3 separate regions of the Gossypium hirsutum genome follow, and all the other regions are linked to region 3. Evidence: chromatin contacts called from public Hi-C data. All regions are on one chromosome and are shown on one strand. The core of a region is the stretch at or near the end of the contact, and the rest is flanking DNA. Distances in the headings are between cores, read along the strand shown. Region 1 holds the start of LOC107896402 (F-box protein At5g49610). Region 2 overlaps LOC107896397 (a long non-coding RNA gene). Region 3 has its middle 18 kb from the start of LOC107895435.

Region 1 (2,815 bases), core at 149-2,648, 90 kb after region 3:
CCGCAGTTATTTTAAAAAAATAATAATATTCCTTCTAATCAACAAGTTAAATCAGATTCACTGTCTATAGAGCTCCTAGATTCGGTCTCGAGTACTTTTTTAAATGGTTCCAAAGACAGAAGAAGCGATGGTATTCGAAGTAATCGTAAGACCTCTTTTGCCTTACAGGGTGGAATTTATACATCTTTCAAGGCAAACCGTGGAGCTCAAAAGAAATAGTTCAAGGATCCTACAGTTGGGCATTACATTTCTCCTCTTCCTCTCAAGAGGTCCTTTCTGGATATCTTGATCAATCTGTTAAAGTTCATACCTCTGAAGAACAGGTTCTTCTTTTTACTGATGGGGCAGTGCAATTAGATTCTGGACTTGCTGCAACTGGGGGAGTTGTTTGAGATAAGGAGGGGCATTGGATCATGGGCTTTCACCGATTTCTTGAAAAATGCTCAGTTTTTAATGTGGAACTGTGAGGTATTCTTGAGAGCCTTAAACTAATTCAACGGTTGGACTATGATCACGTTATCATTCATTCTGATATCTTGGAAGTTGTTAAAGGCATTCTCGAAAGCTCTTCAACTGTCTGTAATTTCGCATTAATTAGGCGTATCCATAATATTATGTCTCAGGAAAATCATTGATTTTTGCAGTATATTCCGAGAGAACAAAATCAGATTGCGGATTGTTTAGCTAAACAAGCTTTGCTTGAGAAAGGAAATTTACAAGTGCTCGACGTTCCACCTGAGATGGCTCGTGTTTTAATTGATAGGAATAAGTCTTCAAGCGGTTTTTTTGATTAAGTGCTATTCTTGTAATTTTTTTTTCTCTCACAAAAAAAAATTTCTTCAACAATAAATTTATTTACCTCAATATGTTATTTTTTATTTTATTAAATTTATGAAATATCTATTTTTTGTGTGCCTTTATGCATTTTATTTTTGGTTAAAATATGCTCTTAGTCCTTCTATTTATATAGAATTTGAGATTTATTCCCTATAATTTAAAGGTTAAAAATTTTAAACCAAAATTCTTAATCCAATCATTATGTTTGTTAGTAGTTTTTGTTAAAATTTGTTAACTTATCATGTTTATTTTCTATTAATTATATGTCACACATCATATGAGAATAGCCTAATCAAATTTCTAACTTGACAAGTTTTGGGAGAAAATACTTACAATTTTAATGATTAGACTGAGATTTTTAAATAAAAAAGTAAGACTTGATTTTTATTTTTTAAAGTAAAAGGACTAAATCCTAATGTTTTCAAAGTATAGGGACTAATAGCAGATTTTAACCTTTATTGTCTTAACCAAAATCCTTGGTTTCATTTGGACAAAATCAATCGGCTGAAAAAGCCCATTTAGTTATATTTTCATGGATGCGTAGTGGACCCATTAGCCCTTGACTCTGCTATTTCATCGCTTTGCAGTTCGCTCCCTTCGGCAACATAACTGAAAAAGCTTCTTCCCTATCAGGTCGCTAATTAATCTGCCTCGAAACTACCATCATCCTCTTCTTCCCATAATTTGCTTTACTATTCGATTCTTCAACCCCCCCCCCCAAAAAAAGCTAAACAAAAGGCTTTCTTTTGTTGTTGTTTCAGTTGAAATCCCCAATTCACTCCCCTGGTAAGCAAACCTTGATTTTCTTTCTTCTTTCGCTTTTCTTGATTGAATTATGAATTTGAAAGATGGGTATTTTTCCTGATGAAGTTATCCTTCAAGTTCTTGCGAGATTGCCTGTAAAGCCCCTTTTCAAAAATAAAACTGTTTGCAAACTTTGGTATAGATTAGTCTCTGACAAGTATTTCATAAAACTCTATAATGAGGTGTCTGCTAAGAACCTAATGGTCTTGATTGAGACTTCGGGTTCACCAGAATCCAGATCAAGCTTGGTCTGTGTTGATAATTTGAGGGGTGTCTCTGAAGTCTCGTTGGATTTCTTGAAAGATAGAGTCAAGGTCAGAGCTTCATGTAATGGCTTGCTGTGTTGCTCTAGCATTCCCGATAAGGGTGTTTACTACGTTTGTAACCCTATGACTAGAGACTTTAAGTTGCTTCCTAGGTGTAGGGAGAGGCCTGTTACTCGGTTTTATCCCGATGGTGAAGCCACGCTTGTTGGTTTAGCATGTGATGTATCAAAGAACAAGTTTAATGTTGTGTTAGCAGGGTATCATCGTACGTTTGGTCATAGACCTGATGGGACTTTCATATGTTTGATATTTGATTCGGATTCGAATAAGTGGAAGAAGTTTGTTTCACATCGAGACGATCATTTCACTCATATGAACAAGAACCAAGTTGTATTTGTTAACGGTGCCCTTCATTGGTTGACCGGTAGTTGTTCCTATATACTTGCACTTGATCTTGATTATGATGTTTGGAGGAAGATTTCTTTGCCTGATGAAGTGAGTTATGGGACTGGAAATCGAGTTTATTTGTTGGATTCCGATGGATGCTTATCTTTGATTCAGATTTCGGACGCATGGATGAATATTTGGGTAATGAAAGACTACGAAAAAGAAGTATGGTATATGGTGGATAGAGTGAGCCTTAGATGCATTAGGGGACTAGTGCCTGGCATATTCCCCATTGCACAAACTGGTGAATGTATATTCTTGGCAACTCACAAGCAGATCTTAGTATACCATCAGAAGAGTCGAGTGTGGAAGGAAATGTACTCTGTGAAGAACAGTGCTAGCCTCCCATTGTGGTTCTCGGCATATGCATTTCGGAGCACAATCTTCCCTTCTGATTAAGGTGTGGTCAGCATATAATGAACTTTAGTTGTACATAAATAACTTGTTTTAGACATTGTGAG
Region 2 (2,700 bases), core at 168-2,667, 100 kb before region 3:
ATTTAGTAGTAAGCAACTAGAATATTATCTATTTTAGACATATTGCATTAGGCTTTCTTTATATATTTAATTTTTCGAAAATCGATAAAGTTTTGATTAAATTAAAAATCGAATCAAATTTTAAGCTAGCAATTTTCATTTGCATGTGTAGTTGTTACACAATTTGGGTGATTTTCCATAATCCATATCAATAATTGGAGATGGTAGGATGAATGTCTAAGGAATTGAAGGTCCAATTTTATTGATATGAGCTATCAAGAAATTTAGGCTCATAATTGCATTTCTCCTCCCGAAACTTTCAAGTTGGATCACCAAAATCATTAGTATTCAATTGGTAACGGATGATTTGAAGTTAGAGATAAGGGGCAACGGCCTTATCCCAACCCTACCTCTCAATCTGACTCACATCTCATTACTTCCCTATTTATACGCCTCAAAACCACTTTTCTTATAGCCACAAAAAAAATTAGCACAAACAGAAATAAAACAAGACATGAAAATGACACTTTCCTTTTCCCTTTTCTTTGAGTTTTTGCATTACATTCTGTTGTTTTAATTTTGATTTTCTTCTCAAAAGCATGGATGATATTCATAGATGGATTTATTAGTAATGGTAATGACGTGGATGACACGTTAGTATTTAATGATATAATTTGGGCTACGTCAGATTTTAGTGTGAATATCGATACAATGGTCAAAATGTTACAAATTGATAACATTGTTAATAAACTTCAGTTTGCATTGCCTCTGGACTAATGATTCTGTCCTTTTTTGAGCCCCGGTGTGCTGCTCTTTCAAGCCAAAAGGAGATATTCTACGAGTAGCCACCCTTGAACCTTAAGACAATTTTCTCGAAAAAGATCCAAAAGTAATTTAGACGTTTTGATGCTATTACTTAGGCTATTACTATTCATTTTTTATTGTCAACTTCTAGGTTCTCAAGTAGGTTTAAATCCTACTTGGAGAGCTTCTCTTAACATTATTACTTGGCAAAAGAATAAAAAGGAAATTGATTCGTAACACGAATTGCCGGATGTGATACGATAGATAAAAATATAACAAATTAAAGTTCGTGACGAAAATGTAATTTAAATAATACATAAATAATTATTTTTATAATTAATCTTTTTTTTTTTACATAAAATTTTAAAAATAATAAAATTTAACTTGATAAATTTAATAACTAACATTTGAGTGGGAATCAAACTTCAAAATTCTAAAAATATAAACTCTAAATATAAATAAATTAGAATATAAAAAGTTAAATTAATAATTTACCCCTAATATAACAACTAATAACTTGACCAAAATAAAATGGAAATGTCTTTAACAAAAGACAAATGACTTTCAACGGAGCGTGTGGACCACTTCTCACACGTTTTGTGCGTGCGAGATCCGTCCAACAGTACACGAGTATAAAAAACCGCGGAGGTATAAGACATTGCTTCCTCACGTGCCTAAAAAGAAAACAGAGGCAACCAAAACAATTTCTTTCTTCAAAATATCGCCACTTGGTGTCTCTGATATTATAGTTTTTAATATATCTTTCATCACAAGTATCCACAAATTTATTTTTAGAAGATATTTCGACATTCAAAAATACTAGAGTTTCGTTATATTTTTTTGAATGGTTTAGGTATATCATAATCTGATATATTTTTCATAATCCTATGACTTTTTAAATTTTAAAATTTAAGTCTAACTATTAACACTGTTAAAATTATTTGTTAACTTCAGGTTCATTACAATGTTATTTTGTAGTTACATTATTACCAAGTGAATTTTTTTTTATTTCAAAATGTTATGTCAACTAATTTAGCAAAAAAAAATAGTATTAATAAATTGACCTGAATTTTGAAATCTGAACAAGTAGAGGACTTAAATTCTTAGAAATAAAAGTACAAGGCTCAATTTGTGAAAAATATAGAGACTTATTGCATATTTTAACCTTGTTGAATCATATATGCAGAATCTGTCGAAACCAATTTTTTGAGATCGACTTTGGTTTTTTTTTTTTTTTAAATGTAAATGGGAGTCGCCAACAATTATTTTTTATGAAGTGTGATCAGGTCACCTCAAAATTTGATTGTTTTAATAAAATGTTTGATTTAATAAAACAATGATTTTTGGTATACAAAATCCAAAAAATAGGTTCGGGAGTCAGTTACGCGCGAGGAAGGGTTAGCACCCTCGTTACGCCCAAAATTGGTACCTAATTAATTACTTGATGTCTTTAGTGTCAAGAAACTAAAAATTTGAAAAGAGTTTAAAACACGACCTCGCTTTGCATAATATTATTTTTAATAAAAACGTATGTCAAAAGGGCCTTTATTCTCGAGGTAACAAAAGGTCACATCCTATAAATTAGGACACGATATCTTGAATCCTCGAAAATAAGCTCGCTTTTTATTTTATTATTTAAATAAGTATTATGTATTTTAATTTTAAAATGATATTCGGTCATCTAGGTTCAACGAGAAAGTCGAAACCCCGTAAGTTAGGGCACGGCTTCTGAAATCTCTAACTATGGAACATTGCCTTATTTAAGAAATTTCTTTTTTTGAATAATAACAAGTGTAATATTTAAAACGATAAAGTAACTTAAAATAAATGAAAAATACATGATTGAAAAGACCCGACTTGAAAATGCCCAAAAATAATAAAAGGAATAATAAAATAACACAAAAAAATAAAATAAAA
Region 3 (2,732 bases), core at 208-2,707:
CAATAAAGAAAACAAAATGATGAAACCTGAAGAATAAACATTCCTCTAACCTACTTCCCTAACTCAATTTCCCTGTAAGACAATCATGTGCATATTTAATATTGGAAGTGAAAACCATGGATAAAAAAAATCTATCAAAATTTTAAAAAAAATTCTATTTGCACTTCTTTTTCAAATTTGATGTTTGAACTATTATTGGAACAAATAACTTAGTTTATAGTTAGAAAACAATTTCATTTTAATTTCTGTTAAAATAAAAGTTGGAACAAAATCGAAAAGAATAGATTGAAGGTAAAAGTAAAGTAATGAATAAAGTAAGGAAATATAACATACAATATTTGTTAACGCAGTTACAATTCACCAATCCTAATCACTCTTCTTAAAATATCTCACTTTCAATCCAAGTCTCTCCAATAAAACTTAACAAGAGTGTCGAAAATACTAAGTTAGAGAATAACAAAACAATTACTCAATAAAACACTCAAAAAATGTGATACAAGCAACCTATTTATAGGCTGATACAACCTGCCCCTTTGATAGTTTTTTGATAAACTTTAATTTCTCATTCAAAAGCTAAAATTATCCCATTAATTATCTTAAGTATTTATGACGTAAAAACTTTTTATAAACAAATATTTTTTTAACTTCAAAATTATCTCAAGTGATAAGGATAATGATAAGTTTCTCCAAATCAATTTGCTCATAACATGTATTAGCATGAAATTACTTCCTCATTCACTGCTCAACAAGATTAAAACATAACTATGTCATTAAAAAATCAAATATGTTAATTCGAAAATTTTGACTACAATAAAATTATTATTTTATCTACTCTTCCAACATTTCAAAAGGAAAATTTCATGAAAACAAAAGCTTTAAAAATAATTTTAATAAAAAACCCGATGTCTCTTTAAATTTTATGAAAAAAAAAGTAATATTAAAATAAATTTATCTATTCTATTTTAAAATTAATCATTGAATAAATTTAACTATCCAATACAGAAAGGTTAAAAGAAATTATAAAAATGTAATTATGAAATGGGGAAGAAAGGTCCACAAAAACTCACTCATTACATTTTGCAGGATTGACCATGACTTTTCATTGTAATTAGGGCCACACCCCAAATTTTAATTGACTATTTATCTCTATACATTTACAAACTGACAAAAACACTCATTGAAAAATACTTGGCTCTGAAAAAGTCACCTTTTTGAGGTTGACTATAATTAGAGGGAAGAAAAATATGATCTCTGATGATTGATTGTGGACCATTCACTAACTTCACTGCCTTCCTACCCCTTTGTTGATTGCTTTGCTTGAAACTTTGAAAGTTGAACAAATCCATTTTCAGAACTTTTGCAGTATTTTCTGCAACTAAAGGACAGCTACATAAAGTTTTCAACTTCAACCACAGATGGTTAGGTCCATTTGAAGCTTCTGGTCTCAATCCCCTATAACATGGTGGGCTTGTGGGTTTTAACCTCTGATTTGGGCTGCACCTATTGTTTTGCCTTTCTCTACAACTCACTCCAAAAATACAAGTTGGATCAAATTTTAAATATTCATAAATTTCACATCTTAATTCTAAGAACTGTTTGTTTACTATTTTGTCTTTCTTATTTGATTAAGTTACCTACTCTTGATTTAGAGACTAGGTATAGAGAATCCTTTTTAATGTACAAATATGATACCTTTTTTTTTTTTTACTTTGATTGTCATTGTAGATTGGTTTTCTAGGTAAAGCTCTATAAATGTAGGTTCGATCTTTATTATCTAATTTGGTAAACTATAAAAATAGTCATTTTTTGCCTCAGATTACATTTTAGTCCTTTATGTTTGAAATGTTACGTTTTAATAACTTACGTTATCGTTTTATTACGTAGTAGTCACTCTACCGTTAAGCTCCGTTACTTTCCTAAAGGTAGTCCTACGTGAAAATCCAAATGGGTTTCAAATGCCAACTTAGATATTCTACATGGCAGTCCAAATTAAATTTGTTTAATTAAAAACTTATGTTCATCCTAGCATCTGGACATCTAAGTTCGCATTTAAAACCTATTTGGACTGCCACATAGGATTGCCGTTAAGGAGGTAACGAAGTTTAACGGTAGAGTGATCACTTCGTAACAAAAAGATAACGTAAATGATTAAAATATAACATTTCAAATATAAATGACTAAAATGTAATCTAAAGCAAAAAAAATGACTATTTTTATAGTTTACGCTTATTTTATCAATTGTCTTGTACAAATTAACTACGTTGTTCCAGTTGTTGTACTTAATACAGTTTCCATAACTTACTACTAAATGTACTTTCATTTTTAATTTGGAATTCAGAGATGGTAAATTTTTTTAGGGTAAACTATGGTAGAGTTCAACTCTATTCTTTTTTGAATACCCAACAATGAAAAATTACAAAATTATCTCTCAATTATTAATAAATTTTTTTGTTACCTAACTATGAAAAGTCATAAAATGGTTTTTCAATTGTTTAATTTTGTCTTTTTTTTATTTCTAATAGGTTAACGTAAAAATGAAAACACCTAAAAATTTAATATAATTATATTACTAAGAATGAAAAATTAAATAGTTAAGTGACTATTTTATAAATTTTTATAATTAGATAATTACTAAAGTAGTTTACCCAAGATTAATTTAATAATGTATAATCTTCATGGATTTTATCTAGGAGGTGCAACTTTTGGCAAACATTTTATCCCTAGTTATTGGA

Evidence for each region. Hi-C and Micro-C count contacts between places; a contact is called where the count stands out from the background.
Region 1: a Hi-C map of hypocotyl shows a contact between it and region 3, with 4 times the contacts expected there. The contact joins the promoter of LOC107896402 here to the enhancer-like site in region 3. A contact is called at or near these places in 4 of 34 Hi-C or Micro-C datasets (hypocotyl and leaf).
Region 2: a Hi-C map of leaf shows a contact between it and region 3, with 4 times the contacts expected there. The contact joins two enhancer-like sites. A contact is called at or near these places in 7 of 34 Hi-C or Micro-C datasets (callus, cotyledon and leaf).

Annotation. Positions count from the first base shown.
Region 1 is chrA10:102,012,864-102,015,678 of Gossypium_hirsutum_v2.1, reverse strand. It overlaps LOC107896402 (F-box protein At5g49610), which reads left to right and starts at 1,398. Exons shown (of 1, transcript XM_016821564.2): 1 at 1,398-2,815. The coding sequence starts at 1,686. The coding sequence ends at 2,753.
Region 2 is chrA10:102,207,073-102,209,772 of Gossypium_hirsutum_v2.1, reverse strand. It overlaps LOC107896397 (a long non-coding RNA gene), which reads left to right. Exons shown (of 3, transcript XR_001683743.2): 3 at 1-1,026. Among protein-coding and RNA genes, the nearest start is that of LOC107896397, 5.5 kb to the left of the region's middle. Within about 2 kb of position 1,417, at least 6 of the 9 cell types and tissues checked have an H3K27ac peak or open chromatin away from gene starts, as enhancers often do. A contact at or near this core is called in leaf, where this site is marked.
Region 3 is chrA10:102,102,831-102,105,562 of Gossypium_hirsutum_v2.1, reverse strand. No RefSeq gene overlaps it. Among protein-coding and RNA genes, the nearest start is that of LOC107895435, 18 kb to the right of the region's middle. Within about 2 kb of position 1,457, at least 3 of the 9 cell types and tissues checked have an H3K27ac peak or open chromatin away from gene starts, as enhancers often do. A contact at or near this core is called in hypocotyl and leaf, where this site is marked.